2 separate regions of the Mus musculus genome follow, and region 2 is linked to region 1. A link is a contact called in public HiChIP or PLAC-seq data. All regions are on one chromosome and are shown on one strand. Each heading gives the region's core, a stretch centred on a gene start, on an enhancer-like site or on the middle of the called end of the contact. The rest is flanking DNA. Distances are from core to core; before and after follow the strand shown.

Evidence for each region. HiChIP or PLAC-seq counts read pairs in DNA pulled down with a chosen protein or histone mark.
Region 2: a contact with region 1 is called in an H3K27ac HiChIP or PLAC-seq map of embryonic stem cells, with 14 read pairs. The contact joins the promoter of Gars here to the enhancer-like site in region 1. A contact is called at or near these places in 1 of 15 datasets of contacts at CTCF or cohesin (the NIH/3T3 cell line), 2 of 484 Hi-C or Micro-C datasets (embryonic fibroblasts and embryonic stem cells), 5 of 115 datasets of contacts at active chromatin or transcription factors (the SCID.adh cell line, embryonic stem cells and memory CD8 T cells) and 3 of 9 other capture datasets (adipose tissue, liver and pancreatic islet).

What each region holds. Positions count from the first base shown.
Region 1 is chr6:54,953,110-54,958,034 of GRCm38.p6, reverse strand. All of the region lies in intron 1 of Nod1 (nucleotide-binding oligomerization domain containing 1), which reads left to right. Among named protein-coding and RNA genes, the nearest start is that of Nod1, 17 kb to the left of the region's middle. Within about 2 kb of position 3,139, at least 100 of the 459 cell types and tissues checked have an H3K27ac peak or open chromatin away from gene starts, as enhancers often do. A contact at or near this core is called in adipose tissue, embryonic fibroblasts, embryonic stem cells and 2 more, where this site is marked.
Region 2 is chr6:55,035,270-55,040,043 of GRCm38.p6, reverse strand. Gars (glycyl-tRNA synthetase) reads right to left here and starts at 2,043. Exons shown (of 17, transcript NM_180678.3): 1 at 1,811-2,043. The coding sequence starts at 2,002.

The sequences.
Region 1 (4,925 bases), core at 1,890-4,389:
GGGTGGCCGGATTCGAACACTGGCCTGGCTTGCTTTGGCTTACATTGGTGCTTATGGCCAGCCTTTATACAGAAGTGCTTGTAAGATGGCCGGGCCACGTAACAACAACTTGGGGTGTAACTCTAATTAGCATCTGCTATGCTGTTACAGAATAGTTTTCTGGGAAAGGCTCGTCTCAATCTGTAATCTCGTCCTCTGGTATTGCAACAGCAACTTGGAGAAAGCTGGGGCGATTTATTTGGAAAAATACAGAGTTTCAAAAGAATGAATGAAGGTTCCCAACAGCAGGGCGTGTCAGGAAAGGGCAGAGTCATAAGGCCACTGGGGCTGATGGGGAATGACTTCTTTGAGTGTTCTCTTCTTGATTCAACCCAAAAAAGTAGATTGCTACTTTTAAATGGCAATCCGTAAGTTACTGCTGTATAATATAAAGCAGTGCTTTTCAGCTAGGCATGGTGGTGCATGCTTTTATCCCTGACGTATGGGAGACCCAGGCAGAAGGATCTTGAGAGCTCGAGGCCACAATGCAGTACACAGTAAGGCTCTCTCTTAACATGAAACTAAAACAAACATAATGCTCATAGAACATTTCAGATTTGAAAAATATAGGTTGATGACACTTGGCAAATATGCATGTGTGTGTGTGTGTGTGTGTGTGTGTGTGTGTGTGTGTGTGTTTATATATATGCTCTTCCCTCAGTGTCTGCAGGGATCAGTGTCAGGATACTCCAAGGAAAACAAAATCCACCAGTGCTCAAATCCCTGATACAAGACAGAGTGATTATCTTCATATACCTACACATACCATCCTGAAAATTTAAATCATCTTTAGATTTTTATGACACCTAATGCATTGTAAGTGCTATAAAAGTGGTTATAGCATTCGATTCAAGAAACAATGACAAGGAAAAATCTACAAATTCTTCCATGTTTAGTGAGGTGCGATATTTTTCTGAATATTCTTGATCCATGGTTGGTTGAATCTGAGAATGTGGAATTCACAAATGTATACACACTATACACACACACACTACACACTACACACTACACACTACACACTACACACACACACACACACACACACACACACTACACACACACACTACACATACACTACACACACACACACACATACATAGAGCTCTCACTCAAGATATTTCTATGTCCCCAGGAGTTTGCATGGCTGTTGTTTTGCAACCCGTGTCTCCCAGCTACCATCTCTCGGCTTCTACACAGAGCCATACAGTGTATTCTGTTTTATTGAGTCTGACTTTCCTCAGCCTTGAATCTGACAGCAGTGATGTATTTTATTGCACTCACATGTGCCTGGTGCTGAGTTATGTGTCTGTAGACACTGCTCTGACTCAGTCATTCAATTCCTCTGGGAACTGCCAACTCCTTTCTCACTGTCAACAGCAGGGGCCTTGTTGGAATGAAACAAAACCAAAACCCTGTCAGAACTTCTGATTCTCCTCACAGGGCAGATTTCTTAGAAAGGGAAGTTGCTAAAGACACTTCTCAAGGCTGTTGATGCCTAGTGTTGAGCAGTATCAGCTCACCACAAGGAAAGGGAGAAAAATAAAAGCAAACCCTGAGCCCTTGGCTCATTTTTGTCTGTGGACTCTCAACAGCTTTGTTAAGACATCAGATGAGGCCACAAGTCCAGAGTGCTTGAGAGCAATCTTTCCACTCCATCAGCTAAAACTAGTGCCATTCAATATGTCACACATATGTCCTCTGATAGATCTCAAAGCCCTCAAAGTTAGATGTTACTAAGATAAAACCTGGTCCTATAAAATGTCCTTGGAAAGCTCCCTCAGTTTGTGAGAGTGACACCATAACACCTGCTCTCAGTTGACTTCAAACCTACCAACAGTGGAGGTCACACAGCAGAAAACCTCTTCTAGCTTCCCCCTAACTGTGGGTAACACCTCTCATGTGTGAATTCTGACAGTAACATTGCCTAATTACTTTGCACCATTGACTCTTAACTTGGAGTGCAAAGTCTAGAAAAAGAGAACACTCTTTATAGCACACCTTAACAGGACCTCTCATGTACCTCTGGCAAGAATTTAGGAATGTGATGGGGAAAGCCATTGTACTGACAGTGATACCCAGTGGTGGGATGTTATGGTCCTAGCATTGTAGACATTGGACCAAGCAAGGTGTTATATACAAGACTAGAAAACTGCTTCATTAAAACTGTAGCTTCTGGGCAGAAGGAACTGACAGGGAACTAAGTTGCAATCAGGCTATGTACTGACAAAGGGCAGTAGGTTTCTATTTCAAGAGTACAGAGTTGCAAAATTGCATCTACCACCTGCATATTTTATCCTAATTTTTCTATTTCATGTCCCACCCTGCGTTCTGCTGCCCGAGGTCTCATTTTCAGGCCACATCCACGGCCTTAATTTGTTTCTTTGGTTGTTTCCTTGGGCTGTCTGGACAGGATCTCCCTTCAACTCCCATCCTCAAGGCTCCATATATAGAGCTGGGAAAACCTCCCCCTACAGAGTGGCCTAGCTCTGTAAAGTCAACCTCTGCCATTCCTCCTGCCTCTTCTCCACCCTTTCCTCTCCCCCCCCCCTTCTCCAGCCCTCCCTTTCCCTTACTCCTCTGCTGTCCCTACTACTATCTACCCTCAGCTCCCTTGCCTTCCACTGGCACCCCAGGGCCCACCGTTTGGCAGGTTGTGACCTGGGAGACGCTTGGCTCTCTGTTTCTGGTGGCACCAGCTCATGCTTGGTCACTCTCTCTGAGGTGTCTCATGGCAGTTTGCTCTATCTCTGGCTTTGGTTTATTAGGCAATGTTTTTCTTTGTTTCCTTTTTTATGTCCACCATAACTTCCTTAACTTCCTGCCAAAGAGAGCTCACTGCCCTCTGAAAATTACAAAAAAGCACCTCTTTGCCAGCTAGGGGTCATGAACCTGTGGCTTTGTTCAGGTGGTCAGAAATCAGGAGAGAGTGTCCCCTTTTGCTGGTGAACTGTGAAGAGCCCGTGGTGGAAATTACAGGAAAAGCCTGGGAAGCCGAGGGACCATGTTTGTGGGAATTGCAGGCACGGAAAGAGAAGCCTGGTTAAAAGCCCACTCCCAGTTGATAAGAGTTGGGTCAAGTGGAATGAAGGCAGTTGCTCAACCTCCTTTCCCCAGCCTTCTAAACACGCTGACTCACCCGGGAAGAACCGCGGCCTTTCCCTGTTCTCTCACACTTGTGAGCATTTCAAGAGAAAGTTTCCACTCTGGGCTTCAGCTTCCACTTTTCTCACAGGCTTCCAGAGCCACCTCATCCCTTGCAATGACTTGCTGCTGTTACAGTTCTTGCCCTCTGTTTCTTTGACGATAATTTATTTATTGAGCTAGTCAGTTATGGTTATACATTTTTTATTTTTTGATCTCACAATATACATTTTCAAAGCACTTTAAAATGTTTTTGAGATTATAATATAATTATAGTATTTCTCTGTTCCTTTTTTCCCCTTCCAAAATGTTCTGTATTATCCTTCCTCACTCTCCTTCAAACTCATGCCTTTTTTTCCTCACTAATCCCATGACTGACACCATGGATTAAAGGTAGTGAGAATTGGCCCTGAGGGCTGGCCAGTCTGAGTAAGAGTGGCCTAGACAGAATATGGCTGCATATATATGTATATATATGTGTGTGTGTGTGTGTGTGTGTGTGTGTGTGTGTGTGTGTATGTGTGCGCGCAATATATATTCCTACATATAATCCTTCAGGCCATGTAACGGTACTTGTATGTATACTTTCAGGGCTGACCATTCCTGATCCCAGCTTTCACCAGTTACCTATAATTCTTTGTGTAGGGTTGAGGCCTCATGGACTTTTCTCTGTCCAGTTTGTCATGTTCATTGGTGTCATCCTTATTTGGGCCATCATGTTGGTGAGACTTTATGGATGTAGCTTCTGGTATCACTAGGAGATACAACTTCATAGACAACTTTCCAATCCTCTGGCTCTTACAGTATTTCTACCCCTTCTTCCAACATGCTTCCTGAGCCTTAGCTATGGGGCTATTTTGTAGATGAACCCATTGGGACAGGTCTCCATAGCTTGGTGCCACAGACCCTCTGGGTCCCTTTGTCTGCGTTGAACGGGTCTCTAGTTGCAGATGGGCAAGTAGTCGGCAAATGACAGACAGACACAACACAAGAGGTTGTGTAGAATCTGAATGTAATTTGTCAAGTTGAGCATCAAATTTTTTATACAGAAGAATAGCAAGAAAACAGGCGAGATACATCCTCTGAGTTACAGTGACACCATACAAAAGGAATGTATACATGAAAAGAAGGCGGGGACCAGGCCGCTGCCACTAAGAAGGGAGCCAGGTGTAAAGCTAGTCTATTGTTAAGCCCACCACCAGGGGTTCTTAGTAAATGACTGATTTATGCTGTTTCTTTGGGCCTGTCTTAGGAGGACTCTTTCATGGTAAACCCACCTATTTGATAGGCCATTGTGAATTCCCCTGTCTGGGTAAGACTGGCTATTGTCTCAAGTAAACACTCTGCAGACCAACCCTAAGCTATTCCGGCTCTGTTCTTTGTAATGCCTAATTAGTTTCACTATCTCTACTAGAAGTAAATTTGAATGTTACTGAATAGGTAACCTTCTCACAGAATTCCTACTGAATTCTAAGTTTGTCGGCTTCATGGATTTTCTGGGACGTTGGAATACTGGCAAAGGCTTAGCTATGTCAGAATTCAATCTTAAAAGGCACTTATAATAAAATAATACTAAAAGAGAGCACGTGGATCCACACACCAGACTAACACGGGGATAGGGTATGAGTATACGGGTTATGAGAATGCCAAAGTTCCAGGAAGTGAGTTTCCGTGAAACTCTTTGCCTCGTGAGTGCTCCCAGGCCTCTCGGCCTGCCAAGCAAACTTCACTGGAGTGTGCGTAGC
Region 2 (4,774 bases), core at 794-3,293, 83 kb before region 1:
ATGTATTTTAGGACTCTGAAAAAAAAAAAATCTTTACCAATGCCTGTGCTCATCACAGTGTGTCCTGGTCATTTGGAGCTTCATGAATCATAATATACTTTAAAAAAAAAAAAAAAACCTTCATGATTGCTAATATCACCACTTATCTTATAGAGAAATTCTTGAAGCCCTGTGAATCTGTCAAGCTCAGACTTAAGAGAAACCAGTTTGAATTTTACTTTGGGGCACAACTATTTCTGGTAACACCCCCCTTCAAAATGCACGCCACTGTTAAGAGCGATCCTTTAACACCTCCAAACGACACCTCAGTAAGTCTTCAACTGCCCAGGCTTTACAATGAAAACGTGTGACATGGACTGCACTCCATTTTTCCATACATGTCCAAGAGGAAAACCGTTTAACTAGATGATCTTCAAACTCTTTCCAGTGACACTGGACTCAGTATGACTCAAATTTTCCACGCAACTAATCAGTGTATATGTACTTCTGGAAAAGTAGAAAAGAAAAAAGTCCAAACTAACTTAAATAAATTAATTCAACTATTGGGAAAATATCCCAAAGTTAAAAAAAAAAAAAAACCAAAAACCCTATCAAACAAACACATAAAACCAAAAAAACAAGTCAAAACCAACAACAAAGGACATGAAGGTCACACAAGCTGTACAGGAAGGCTCTCCATGATCAATGCGTCCTGAAGTTAACTACATTCAGTCTTACTACAGAGGAATACTATGTACTGCAGTTCCAGGCTAACGTGGCAGAGGGAGGGGTTTGCAGTGTGTGCTTTTTTTTTTCCCCCAAAATTAGATGTATTGTTCCAAAGGAAGGAGTTAGGTCACAACAAAACAACAAAGGAGTCACACATACATTTATGTGGGGAGTGGAAGGTGGATGGAGACTGAATGTACAGAACATACAATTAAAAAAAGAAAAAATAAAGCCCATAGTGAAAATCAAAATGAAAGCCTATTAACTGAGTCGGGCTCAAACTGGAGCAAAGTGGCAGAATTCCTCGAAGCTGCAGCACCTCAGCTCCAATGAATTATCCTTAAGACAGGATTCCACCCTCCTTAGCTAGACAAACGATTGCATCAGGCGCCAGAGCAGGCGCAACCCGACCGGTGTTTACAGCTAGTAGGTCATGGATGCCGGGCCCTACTGTAAGCTCTGGCTCTCACTGGGTGTGGGTATCATTCCAAATACTTTTCTCCTTTCCCTCTTAAGTCTGATCACCACCACTCAGTGCTACAGTAAAAAAAGGAGATCTGCATTAAATCCCCAGATTCTCCAGCTAAGAAACCTCCCTTCCCTTCCGCAAAATGACATTTTCAGGTGTTCCACCCTAAGAATGGATGACTTCACTGAGTGGCTCGGTCAGTCCATCTACAATTTCCAGCTTGATCCGAAAGCTCGCTGGTTCCAGACACTCTCTTCAGAAGGCAGAAAGATGACAGGAGAGGGATCATGAATTCGCATCAGTATTGGAGGGGGGTGGGGGGTCGACACCTCCCCATAGCCACGTTTCGACCGTGAGCCAGTCCTCAGGCTAAACACTGAAGCAAGGAAGATAAAGAGAAGGGAACGCTTCCCAAAGCATCCCCAAGACTAAAGAAAAGAAGCGCGCAGCATCAGCTTGCCGCTGAGCCGAGCCATCGGGGCGCTCAAAGAGGGAGGCGAAGCCTACGGCTGGATTCGGGGTACGCAGAGAGGGCACGAGGCCCAAGGATCACGGATGCCGACGCAGCGCGGGGACAGGGGAAGGACGGACAGGAGCGGGGTGCGGCGCGCGGCTGCGGGCGAGGGTCGGTACCTGCTGGCGCACGGCTAGCCGCAGTGGGGCCAGCAGCTCCTCCGCGCTGTCCATGCTGCTCCGGGAGGCGGCGGGCTGCGCGGGAGCGCTGAGGAGCCGCTGAGACGCGGACGCTGCGACCACTCGGGGCGGCGACAGGAGCGGCAGCGCGGCGCGGGTGGCTCTGAGCAGCGAGGGGAGCAGACAGGGCATGAGCACGCCGCCTAGGCGGTGCGCAGGGCGGCTACGGAAGCGGCGCGCGGCCCGCCCGGTGCATGATGAAATAGCGCAGCCAGGCCGCAGGCGCGCGCAGCCGCACTTCCCGCAGGCGCGCGCAGCCGCCGCGTCTGCAACCGCAGATTCGGCAGAGAACCCGGAAGGGCACCAACTTGCTCAAAAATGTGTGAAGAGGACGCTCCAGACAAATGCACAGAAGGACATGGCTTCTGAGAGTGCAGTCCTAACCTAGATGCCCGAGCACCTTTAGATCGTGGGCTTCTCTGTTGTCCCAGACGCTCGAATCGCCCCACTGGAACACCCATACTTCTGCTTCTTCCTCAGCCCATTGTTTAGAAGAGTATATAAAGTCACATAAAATCGGAACCTAGAGTTACTATAACTCTAGTGGGTCATGGTGATGCACATCCGTAATCCCAGCACTTGGGAAGACGAGGTAGGAGGATCGTGAGTTCAAGACCAGCCTAAAATACACAGTGAGCCTCTGTCTTTAAGAAACAAACAAACAACAACAGCAAAAACAAAAATATTGCTCAAGACCCAATGTTCCTCGGACTATTTATAGGAATCAGAGTTGCTGTTCTTCTCAGGGCATGCCAGTTAATTTGAAAGACAAGGTGTAGAGGCAAAGGAAAAGTGATTTTACTTGGATAACCACCTCATGGAGCAGTCAGGGGAACTCTAGCCTCAAAGCTCTTGCAGAAGTTATATAGGTTGGATGCTCCCAAACTTGTGGACACCTCACAGCCAGTCAGCCAGATGATGGGCCCAACCGGGAGATACCACCTTCCAGTTTCACAAATATCAAGAAGACCATCATTATCCTTGTGCTATTGTTGTGATTGGTTAGCTGGTTTTTTACACAGTGGACAGTCTAGAGGGCAATGAACCTGGCTCAAGGCCCTCTTTCAGAGAACCCAACTCCATGCAGTGAGAGACCACACGTTCTCAACTCCCAGAAATCTTTGATGCTGTTTTTTAGGGTGAAGAACCAGACACAAGGTAGTTACTAGTTTACCCAGTATCCCCAAGACAAAAGTTAAGCAAGAGGAGGTTTGTGACGCTCTTCATTTGCTTCCAAGTTGCTTTTACTGCCAATTTTAGGGATCACGCGTATTTTTATTAGCTTTACTGGATATAACACCTGGGGTGCTGTGGCAATCTTGGTGTTTTTCAGGAACTTGAAGGTGTAAACCAGTTTAAGTTCCTGGCCCTTTCCTGCAGCCTGCACAGATATCCAAGGGTGACCTTTTGAAATCTGGAGGCTTAAAATTTCACACTCAGAACATGCTATTGCCACCATTGTTTAGAAACATAGATCCAGTGAAGGGGTCCTGACAAAGATCGCTGATGCGTCCTTAGTCTTCACCTATAGTCACTTTTCTGACACCTCAGGCCACCCTGCTTCTTTATCTACAAATAACTCCAAACCCCAGTCTCCAGGAGTCAGGTCCGAAATTCGTTCTCATGGCTACATGCTTGGCAGTCTCATGCATATTTTCCCAGTGACTGGCATGATATGGGCCTGTTTGAGCAAGCCAGGAACAAGTCCAGACAGACCTTTACCCATGGTTTAGCAGCTTGCAGTGTGGGGAACCCATGGACTAATCCAGGCACAGACCAGACCCCTTGTCCCAGGGAATTGGCCCATTGCTGCTGACCTGCAAATTTCCCTTAGCAATGGAGAATGCTTCCTAGGCTTGGGAGACGGTTTACTCAGTGAGTAAATTTGGTGTAAGTAGCTGGGTGCTTCATTTCTTCTCTCTGGTTTGGAATTGGTGGTGAAAGTCTTAGTCCCAGATACTCTTTATTGCTTTGGCTGCCACTTCCAAGGATCTCGGTTCCCAATACTGTTGGCTGGAAGTTTGGAATTTTAGCCAGTCCTAGCTAAAGTGTAAACATCTAAGATTAACACCCAAACCCACTCGAGACTGAGATAAGGAGATGTGGACAACAAAGGAGGCCTCTCTACACCAGCCTGGTATAGCAACTTGCTCTATAGGAAAACTTAGGCCACAACCTACATAAGTTTGAAAATGAAAAGGTTAGTCATAGGTACAGGCAACTTTAATGAGTTCTGTTCTGTCATAAAATAATTTAGAGCCATCTGGATTTTTGTAAACTGGTAACTTGATATTATTATATTGTTCTGTCTCATTCACTTATGGGTTAAATTAAAATAAAAAAAAACTTTTCAAATTGCTGCATCCTTCTCTTGTCACCGCAGCTGCCACAGCTCCCTGGAGACCACGACTGGGATTCTGTGCTCTCAGTGCCAAAGCAGAGTCTGTTCCCACTCAGGGAACCATGACAGTATTTGGTGACACAATTAGGAAGCTGTCAATTCCTCCTCATACCCTCTCTGTGTAGACATCATGATGACAACCCCTTTAACCTTCTTGCAGGGATGCTCCAAGGGCTTACTTGTGTCCTGCCTTCTCTCCTTACCAACACTTTGAGGAGAAATGGAAATGTATTGAAAAGAACCGAGTGGGCTCCAGTAGACACCAGCCAGAGCCCCTCTGTTGTCTTCAGTACAGTCTGTTAACTAACACAAAACATGTGAGTTAGTTTGCAGACAAGCATTATGTCTCTCTGCAGACAAAATGAAGGAACTAAGAGCTGGTTCGATGTCCAAGGGATAAAGTGGTCTCTGTACAAGCATAAGGACTTGAGTTAAGATGTCAAGCTGACTATTAAGTAATTATCTGGGGAGTAAGGTTTAGGAAATGAGACAAAGCAGAAACA